Linked DNA regions of Gossypium hirsutum: regions 2 and 3 are each linked to region 1. The links are chromatin contacts, called in public Hi-C maps. All regions are on one chromosome and are shown on one strand. The core of a region is the stretch at or near the end of the contact, and the rest is flanking DNA. Distances in the headings are between cores, read along the strand shown.

Region 1 (3,587 bases), core at 127-2,626:
AGGTTAAGCTATATATTCAACTATTTGTCATCAACACTAATCATATCCTTTCTTCTTTTCATCAATCCATCTATCATCTTTTGTTTATTTTCTTTAATTCTTTCATTCTCTCTAATTCTTATTTGAATCTAAAAATTTAGTGTAGAAGTTACTATTACAAAAAGTTGCTAGAAGCCACTATCGCTGTTTGGTTATTCAGTGTAGTTTTGTCTATATGGTAACGTAGTTTAATTGATGATCACGTTTATATTTGCTTTTGCGTAGGCAATCAAATAAGAAGGTGCTATGTTAGTTGTGAGGACTATATAGTAGAGATAAGAACTCTTTATGCTCAAGACTTATCGGAATCGTCTTAAATAATGTTTTTAGATCCATGGAGAAAACTCTTATTTGCCTGTAACGCGGTCACTCTAGTGTTATGTGATGAGATGGAGTCATAATATACCTTACTAGGTGTCAAATAAAGGCTTAAGGTGGCGTAAGAGTGGGATTAGGTGTCATTGTTGGATGAGGACAAATTGTCTCTTCCATGCATAGCCATACACGGGTGGGAAGAGGAAACTCTTAAAAGAAATGAAAAATGGGGCTGCTTTATCTTGCTACCTACTCATCCAAACAGCTGCAATGTGGAAGCTAACTTCTTGGTGCGACCATTGGCTTCAAAACTAGCTGCACTTGTCGAATGATTGTGTTGTTAATTGAGCTTCCTCTACCGTTGCTGGGGTGGTAATCAGCTATTTAAAATGGGGACTCCTACTAAAATGCTATCTCATCTTTAAAATCGATTTCAGAGTTTAATGTTTAATAGTTTTAAATTTGGACTCTTTTCCAAGTTGACTTACTGCTAAATCGTGTTTCAAAGGATCTATGGACGACTGCTCTTAAAAGCTACTTATGGTTGTTTCGAGAGACGCTGCTCATAAACTCTTTGATGTCGTATGATTATTCAAGGAGTAGTGGATGCGTTAAATGATTTTATAAGGTATAAGAGTATGTGAGAACATCATTAAAATTTTGTAAAAGGAGTTGGCAATTAAATTATGAAAGGAATTGTTGATAGTCTAAGCTCTAAAAAATTCTGTACTCAAGGGATTGCATGGTGGCATGCAAATTAATAAAAAAAATCTTAATTTTCGGTTTATATGTTTAAATTAAATATTAATTCTTTAAAAAGCATTTAAATTTTATATTTAATGTATTATTATATTAAATTATTTAAATACTATTTAATTTATTTTTACTATTCGTCTAAAATAAATATTTTAATTTCTCCACGATATTCTTTAATAACAATAAAGACCACCATATATAAATATATGATAATGTAACATTGAAGTAATATATGAATAGAACAGCAGCTCAAATCTGTCGTCAAAATTCAAGGCAATATGAAAAGCTTTTCCAAGAAAAAAGAATTCAATAAAAACCCTTTCCATATATTGAACGAAAACAGGATTAGCTTCCCCGTCTCGTTCTATCAGTTGGCTAAATCATTCAAATGATCCAAATTTAAATACACTCTGACAATTTCCCGTGAATCCACTCACTAAAAGTTACTCTGTTTTTCTTCCCAGAGTGGCAGAAACGTACTGCAAAACCCATCTTTCTCTTGTCTCCCTTATTTTCTTCCTCTACTCTCTCTCTGTCTCTCTCAAATCATTTTGCTTTTCTTATGAACGGCCCTCGTTCACTGGGTTTCTCACCCTCTCTTTTGCACTTTAAAATGAACTTCCCTTTCACTTCCCAATCCCATTGTGAAATAAAAATGGCTACTTCAAAATTCTTTTTATCTTCTCTTCTTCTGTTACTTTTTGTTCATGGAGTTTTGCCAAGAGCAGAATCCAAGACGTACTGGGGAGATGTTGATGCCTTGAAACAACTCAAAAATGGAGTCCAGCCTAATTCTGTGAGCCCGGGTTCTTGCTTGGGTTCTTGGGATTTCACATTCGACCCATGTGACAGCCTCTTCAGTGAAAGATTCACCTGCGGTTTCAGGTGCGACCTTACAGTTTCTGGGTTGAGCCGAGTCACGGAGGTTACTCTCGACTCTGCTGCTTATTCCGGTTCTCTCTCTTCCATTTCCTGGAACCTCCCTTACTTGCAAACCCTTGACCTCTCCAACAATTTCTTCTCCGGCAGGATTCCAGGCTCACTCTCCAACTTGACTCGGTTAACTCGGCTGGGTCTTTCAAGGAATGCATTTTCCGGTGAGGTACCAGCCTCGATTGGGTCCTTGTCTACTCTTGAAGAACTCTACCTCGATAACAACAACCTACAAGGTCCTATCCCCCCGACTTTTAATGGTCTTGGTAGCTTGAAAAGGCTCGAAATTCAATCAAACAACATCTCTGGTGAGTTACCCGAGTTGGGTTCACTCAAAAACCTGTACTTTCTTGATGCAAGCAACAATGTCATTTCTGGGTATTTGCCTACAACGCTGCCACCTTTTTTAGTCCAAATTTCCATGAGGAACAACATGATTGAAGGCACAATCCCTCCAAGTCTTAAATATTTGAACCTTCTGCAAGTATTAGACCTGAGTCACAACAAACTCACCGGCTCAGTCCCTTATTTCCTCTTTAACCACCCATCTCTTCAACAACTCACTCTCGCATTCAACTCCTTTGATTCTTTACAAGCTCCCTCTAATCTAGGCACCCAAAGTGAGCTTATTGCTGTTGACTTGAGCAATAACGAGCTACAAGGCTGGTTACCTCCTTTCTTGCCATTAATGCCAAACCTGTCAGCTTTATCCATGGAAAACAACAAGTTTTCGGGTATGATCCCTATCCAATACGCATTGAGAGCCGCTCTGCCTGCCTCCGGAATTGCCCCGTTTGCAAGACTGTTGCTTGGGGGGAACTACTTGTTCGGACCAATTCCAGGGCCATTGCTGGTACTCAAACCAGACACTGCAAATGTCAGCCTTGCTGACAACTGCTTGATCAGGTGCCCATCGCGTTTCTTTTTCTGCCAAGGTGCTGACCAGAAATCTTTAATGGAATGCAAGAGTTTTGGTTCTGTAATCCCTTGAATCATGTTATTTCAGCAATGTTTTTAGTTGCAACATCCATGTGTCTTTCTTGTCTAAAATTCTTTCTCTATTGTTCTTAGTTTGGGCTTGTTAGTTTTCAGTTTGTTAGTGGGAAATCTAAAAGAAAATCTTTGTTTTCACATAAATTGTAATAATTTTGTATATTTTCAATATTTTGATTTTGCTCACATGGTCTTGGGCGTGGGGGTATACGCTCGTAAACAATATAGTACTTGGGTCCTACTTGTCCTTTGAGGCTTATCAGATAGGTCCAGATAATTGCCAACCTTATTCGGTTTATTTTAGGTAACGCTTGGCCCAATTAAAGGACTTATTGCACCAATTAGTGGCTTGGATTGATAAATTTGATTACTTGAACTCTATGTTTTGTAAGAATAATCTGCCTTTTCGTATGAACAAAGATATGCTTTCTTATCATATCCCATGACTGTAGAGAAATGAATGACCTGAAAGGCACAGTTCAAAGTACATGTCCAGACAATTTTTTCCCCCTCGCTTGTATTTACAGCTATGAAATACAGAATCAATGAAG
Region 2 (3,325 bases), core at 171-2,670, 140 kb before region 1:
AGCTCACTCAACTAATAGTGTTAAACCCGTGTGGGGAATGCTTGGTGTACTGTAAGCAACAAGCACGTGAATGAAAAACGATATCTTCCTAAAACAAGTTTTCTGAATGTTTAATTATTATATTTGTATACTAGAAAATAATTATATTTTAAAAGTGTAAAATTTCTAATCATTTATATTAATGGCTTATGTAAATTTTTAAAATTATATTTTATTATGTATTCATTTACTGTAATTTAGTCCATGAATTATTAAATGTCCAATACTTTAATATAGCAAATTTTATTTAAAAAATCAATTTAAAAGTTTGCAATAAATTAATCTAAGTAAAGAAAGTTTAATAATTTTAATTTTAAATAAATTATAGATTTAACTTTTATTAGGTTTAACATAAATTAATATCGTCTATTTTTAAATTAAATGACAAAACTACATAAAAGTATAATAAATTATTTTAAGGAGTTTAATAATATAGGTAAAAAACAAATATTATTTACAAATATATTTATAGAAATTTGATTTAAAATAATTGAGGGTTTGATTAAATTTATGATGTCGTGTCCAAAATTTATTGTGATTGAGTTTTATTGATTTTATATAAAAGCATAAAAAGATAAAAATGGTGAGAAGAGATTGTATGAAATTGTGATTTTTCGTATCTCTATTTCTTTTCAACAGGAGAACAATAAATCAGAGTAAATTTTCTTTAATCATTTTTAAAGGATTAAAGTGTAATTTTATTTTTATTATTTAAAAATTTAAAAAACTGAAAAATTTTCCAATTTCCTGTCAGCTTCCTAACTAAGGGGCTGATGATTTTGGACTTTGGAGCTCAGCCTAACACACTCAAAAAAAAAAGAAAAAAAAAAAAGAGAAAGTGATTTAGGCTTGACATGGAAAGAGTAAAGGAAATTGTTGTATGGTGTGCTGTAAAGAGAAAAGACAAGGAAAGCCTAAGATTTTACAATATTATTATCTAGTCAACTAGCTAGGTATCCAATTTTGTTTTCAAGTCCTTCAATAGTTCTTAGTAAGGGGAATTTCTCTGAAATGCAACCAAATCCTTCAGAACATGAGGATTGTAAGAAACATAAAAATGTAGTGTTTATACTATCTTCTTAGAACATGTGGCTTGTCAGTGTCTCAGGGACATGAGAGTATAGTATTTTCTCCATCACACTCATTTCATGGTGATCTGTTTTTTAGGACAAATACATTTATTGAATTTTTTAACTTTTAATTTACTCGAATGACACTTTTTTTTAAGGAAAAAAAATTGTAACTAGTATTATATTCATGTGATTATAGTGAAAGTATGAGATGTTAACAACTGGTTAGGTTGGGCAAGATTGTCATGAGTATTGGCTGTATTCCATAGCTGACTGTATTTAACATCACATCCCCCAATGTTCTGCACTCAAAAAGTCTAATTAAAGAAGCAGCTTGGCAATGTCTGGTGTGTAATATTCAACATAGAGTAGCCGTCCAAAAACAGTCTCTCACTTAATCTCTTCCATACAATTTCCTCGTGACGCTATTTTAGATTAAACAACATACATCTTCGAATTTGCTACATTCAATCCAAGTCAAGGAGTAGTCTCCACCTTACAGAAACCAGGCCACACTTAAAACCCACTTCAGTTTTCGTTTCTCCTCCATCGAATTTTTCTCCCTGTATCCAAAAATGGCTTCCCTTTTGAAAGAGCTACCTTCCATGTCTACCATCCTTGCTGCTTATGCTTCCCTCTCAGCAATGGCCATGTTAATCCGTACAATCTTGAATGAAATGATCCCGAAACCGATGCAAAGGTTTATCAACACCAAATTCTCTAATCTGGTATCCAAATACTTATCCTCCAACTTCACTTTCATCATAGAAGAACGCTGGCAAGCTGTTTATAACGAAACTTTTCGAGCTGTTGAGGTCTACCTTCCTACCCGAATCGGCCCTTCCACCGACAAACTTCTCCTCGGCTCCAATGACATTAACAACCCAACATCGCCGCCGAAACGGAAGATCCCTTCCGATTGCAAAATCATCGATGAATTCGAAGGTATAACCTTGGAGTGGACTCTGCATGTTAAAGAATCGGAAAAGTACTACATCCCTGATAAAAAAACCTATCACTTGACGTGCAAGAAAAGAGCTAGGGAACTTGTTGAACAAAAGTATTTTCCCCATATAGCGAAGACAGCTCAAACAATCTTGAGCAAGCGAGAAAAGCTCAACATCTATACCTATAACCAAGATCGTTCCAGGTGGGAATCGGCTGTTTTCAAGCACCCGGCAAGGTTCGAGACTTTGGCTATGGAACTAGAGCTGAAGCAGTTTATTATGGATGACCTGGACTTATTTGTGGGACGCAAGGATTTCTTTGAAAACGTTGGGAGGGCTTGGAAACGTGGCTACCTTTTGTTTGGTCCTCCAGGGACTGGCAAATCTTCACTGGTAGCTGCAATTGCAAATTACTTGAACTACAACGTGTATGATCTCGAGTTCCAAAGTGTTCGAAATGATGCCGATCTTAGACGTATACTTACTTCCACCACAAACCGCTCTATTCTTCTAATTGAAGATATAGATTGCAGCACAAAGATTTCAAAAGATCGTGGCAAGTTAAAAAATGACCGTGAGAAGGAAGGCGAAGTTGGAAGAACCGATCGTCCTTCAGCCATTGATCCTGGAGTAAGCACCTCATTAAACTTTCTAAGCTATAACATTATAAAATTATTATTATTAGCTTAGATAACGATGATTTATGTGTGTGTGTGTGTTTTAATTTTTCTGTAGGTAACATTGTCGGGACTATTGAATTTCATTGATGGACTGTGGTCGAGCTGTGGGAATGAAAGGATCATCATCTTCACGACGAATCACAAAGAGAAGTTGGACCCTGCTCTGTTGCGGCCAGGGCGCATGGATGTGCATATTCATATGGGATATTGTACTCCAACAGGATTCAGAAAACTTGCAACTACATATCTTGGAATCAAAGATGATAAACTCTTTGGTCCCATTGATGACCTGATTAAGGTTGTTGAGGTTACCCCAGCTGAAGTGGCGCAACAATTGATGATCAAAAGTGATGACCCTGAAGCTGCTCTCCATGGTCTCATTACGTACCTTAACACGAAAAAGGATAAAGTTGGAGAAGATGTGATTCAACAAGAAGAAGAAGCAAAGGATGAAAATGATAAGAATGATGGAAATCAAACGAAAGAACCTGATGAAAGTAAAACTGGTTGTATATATCTTTCTTAGATATATTGTTGTCTTTTTCAAACAATTGGGTCTAAACTAGGTTCCTTGCTTAATTATCTGGAA
Region 3 (3,235 bases), core at 35-2,534, 180 kb before region 1:
GAAACTTAATAAACCAAACTTGAAAAAATTCAAGCCCAACTCTAATCCAGATTAATCGCGTGAACTGGAATTATGGAGGCTTGGGGATTAAAGCTTTTGGCGGTCGTGTACCTTCTTTTTTCCGCCATGTTCGTACCTTCCGTTGGTGAAGGTTTATTGTAAAAAAGTATGATAAATAATTTCAATCCAATAATCCTTTATATTGATCTTCATTTTGCTTTTTTGTTTTTTTTCTCCTCATAGTCTCTCGAGTGCAATTTTAAGCAATGAAAAGGAAAGACGTGACAAGTTCAAATTACTAAAAAAATATGTACGTAGTAACCATCATGTAAAGTAATTTGTTACCCAAAGGCCACAATGATACGTGTTTTATTCAATCTGAATCATTCGTAAATAGTTGCAATTGTGGGGAATATGGATTTCGGCAAACCAAAGCAAGCCAGGCGGCCTAAAACGGTGCGGGCACGTGGGCGGCAGCTTTACTTGAAAATAGAGGGAAATCCAATGTATCGTTGAAACAGTCACAATGGGGAGTTGATGATTGAAGGAAAAGCCAAGACAAATGCCAATGTAGTTGAAAAGAAGAAGCATTCCTTGCACGTTTTTATCAGCCAAGCCAACTTTAGTCACTGGGATGGCAAAGCTTTCACCTCCATTCTGACTTTCCTATACTACTGATAGGAATTATTGATGGAAAACAAAAGCTCTAGTCAATTTTAGTTATTTCTTTCCTTGGACTCAAGTAATGGTTAAGAACCTTAGAAGGCTTTGCCGCCCCCCCCCCCTTATATCTTCTCTTCTCTCTCTTGTCTCTTTGATCAGAAATTTAGACTCAGATAAGGTCAATTGTCTTTGTTTTGGATAAGAATTTTGCATAAAGACCCAGCTTTCATTTTTGGGAAAGACAAATGAAGAGGCTTTCTGTTTTTCTACAGTGGAATGATTTCAAATTTGTGAATTTGGAGTTGGTTTAGAGATTAAAAGAAAGAGTGGGAAAAAGGGTTTTTTTTTTTTTGGAAGAAGTGGAGGTGAAAGTTTGAAATTTTACAAGGGAATGATAAATTTTGAGGAATTTGAAGTTGCTGGTTGATTAAATAAAAGGGTAGCAGAAAAGGTTGGGTTTCCTGGTTTTCATTATAGGGAAAAAGTGAAAAAGCAGATAAAAAAAAAGGATCAAAACAAAGAAGCGGAAGCGGCAAGTAAGAATTGATTCCAAACCCTTTTTTTTCTTTTTAACCTTTTGGGTTACATTTAAGTTTTTTCTTTTTTCTTTTTTTTTGTTAATGGTGATTTTGGTGATGTGGGAATTTCAGAGGAATGGCAATGCCGGTGGAGCCACCGAATGGGGAGAAGCCAATGGGGAAGCATTACTATACAATGTGGCAAACCCTATTCGAGGTTGACACAAAGTATGTTCCAATCAAGCCAATAGGAAGAGGATCATACGGTATTGTATGCTCATCAATCAACAGGGAAACCAATGAGAAAGTGGCTATAAAGAAGATCAGCAATGTGTTCCTGAATCACGTTGATGCGTTGAGAACTTTGAGGGAGTTGAAACTTCTCAGACAAATTCGACATGACAACGTGGTTGCTTTGAAAGATATTATGATGCCAACTCAGAGAACCAGTTTTAAGGATGTTTACTTGGTTTATGAGCTTATGGACACCGATTTGCTTCAGATTATCAAGTCTTCTCAGCCACTTTCTAATGATCATTGCAAGTATTTTCTTTTTCAGGTACTGGGAAGTTTTACCTTTGCTTTCAAATGTGTTCATCAGCTTGTAACTAACCTTTGGTGTTATATTATAGCTACTACGAGGGCTGAAGTACCTTCACTCGGCAAACATCCTGCATCGAGACTTGAAGCCAGGGAACCTTCTTATCAATGCTAACTGTGACCTCAAGATATGTGATTTTGGGTTGGCTCGAACCAGCAGAGGCAATGAACAATTCATGACAGAGTACGTTGTCACCCGTTGGTACCGCTCACCCGAACTCTTACTCTGTTGCGACAATTATGGCACCTCCATTGATGTTTGGTCAGTAGGATGCATCTTTGCGGAGATTCTTGGTCGGAGACCTATCTTCCCCGGAACAGGATGCCTCAACCAGCTTAATCTAATTATTGGTGTCCTCGGAAGCCAGCAGGAGGCTGATCTTCAGTTTATTGATAATCCCAAAGCCAGAAGGTATATCGAGTCACTTCCTTTCTCTACGGGCATCCATTTGTCTCGTTTATACCCTCAAGCCGATCCTTTAGCCATAGATTTGTTGCAAAGGATGCTTATTTTCGACCCGTCCAAGAGAATTACTGTCACAGAAGCACTCCAACATCCTTACATGGCAACACTATATGATCCAAGGTGCAATCCACCAGCCCGAGTCCCGATTAATCTCGACATTGATGAAAACATGGGAGAAGAAATGATTAGGGGGATGATGTTGAGTGAGATGCTTCACTACCACCCAGAGGCTGCATCAACAAATGCTTACACCACATTGTTTTAGCTTTGCTTACAGAAACAGTATTGGTATTGGTATAGAGAATTCTACTACCTTGGAGCTTACCAATTGAGCAAAACATTTTGTCTTTAACACCTTGTTAATTAGTTCGGGTTTTGAAATAAAATAAATCCGGGTTGAAACAGTTCTGGATTTTTACTTTTCCTGTTCAAGCATTAAGGCTTAATCAAGGTTAAACACAGCTTTAAACCCTGGTTAGTCAAAACCATAGTTGTGGCTTGAAGGTTCCTTCAATATATCAACTTAATCATAGCTTGCGCCCACATTTTAGTCTAAAAAGTAAAATAAACAATGTTTGCAATTTGCAGCAACTAGGAACCTTCGGGGGCATATGCATGTGTTTGAAAGGATTCTAAATCAAATATCTGCTGTTGTGTTGAACTACTTAATTAATTATTTATTATTTCCCTCTGGGAAAAAATCAATGTGGTCAGTTCAAAGTCTAAACCAGCCAGCCAGCCAACAATTTCAACATTGTTAAAAGAAATTAATGGGTTGTGGTACATTGGATGTCCAGATTTTTCGGATTCTTAAAATAATTAAATAAATAAAGGTAATTAAGAGATGAATAAAGAATTTACATTATATGCTACTGACACAGTAAACAAAAGATTAGTTAAGAGAATCTTAAATATAAAATTGTTTTGAGAGCGCCATAATCAGCTCCTGGGTCTTTGCAGGAGCCACATGCTTTAAACCAGACCAGCC

The links. A called contact is a pair of places that touch in the nucleus more often than the background predicts.
Region 2: a contact with region 1 is called in a Hi-C map of leaf, with 2.4 times the contacts expected there. The contact joins the promoter of LOC107945820 here to the promoter of LOC107945818 in region 1. A contact is called at or near these places in 11 of 34 Hi-C or Micro-C datasets (anther, callus, hypocotyl and 2 more).
Region 3: a contact with region 1 is called in a Hi-C map of leaf, with 2.1 times the contacts expected there. The contact joins the promoter of LOC107945826 here to the promoter of LOC107945818 in region 1. A contact is called at or near these places in 3 of 34 Hi-C or Micro-C datasets (callus, leaf and petal).

Annotation. Positions count from the first base shown.
Region 1 is chrD12:11,011,504-11,015,090 of Gossypium_hirsutum_v2.1, reverse strand. It overlaps LOC107945818 (probable inactive leucine-rich repeat receptor kinase XIAO), which reads left to right and starts at 1,376. Exons shown (of 1, transcript XM_016879962.2): 1 at 1,376-3,222. The coding sequence starts at 1,673. The coding sequence ends at 3,034. LOC107945817 (probable leucine-rich repeat receptor-like protein kinase At1g35710) reads left to right here and starts at 3,459. Exons shown (of 1, transcript XM_016879960.2): 1 at 3,459-3,587.
Region 2 is chrD12:11,150,784-11,154,108 of Gossypium_hirsutum_v2.1, reverse strand. LOC107945820 (AAA-ATPase At1g43910) reads left to right here and starts at 1,420. Exons shown (of 2, transcript XM_016879965.2): 1 at 1,420-2,686; 2 at 2,792-3,325. The coding sequence starts at 1,685. The coding sequence ends at 3,262. It overlaps LOC107945821 (probable ubiquitin-conjugating enzyme E2 16), which reads left to right. Exons shown (of 6, transcript XM_016879966.2): 6 at 1-94.
Region 3 is chrD12:11,195,094-11,198,328 of Gossypium_hirsutum_v2.1, reverse strand. LOC107945826 (mitogen-activated protein kinase 7-like) reads left to right here and starts at 1,284. Exons shown (of 2, transcript NM_001327497.1): 1 at 1,284-1,740; 2 at 1,814-2,536. The coding sequence starts at 1,318. The coding sequence ends at 2,512.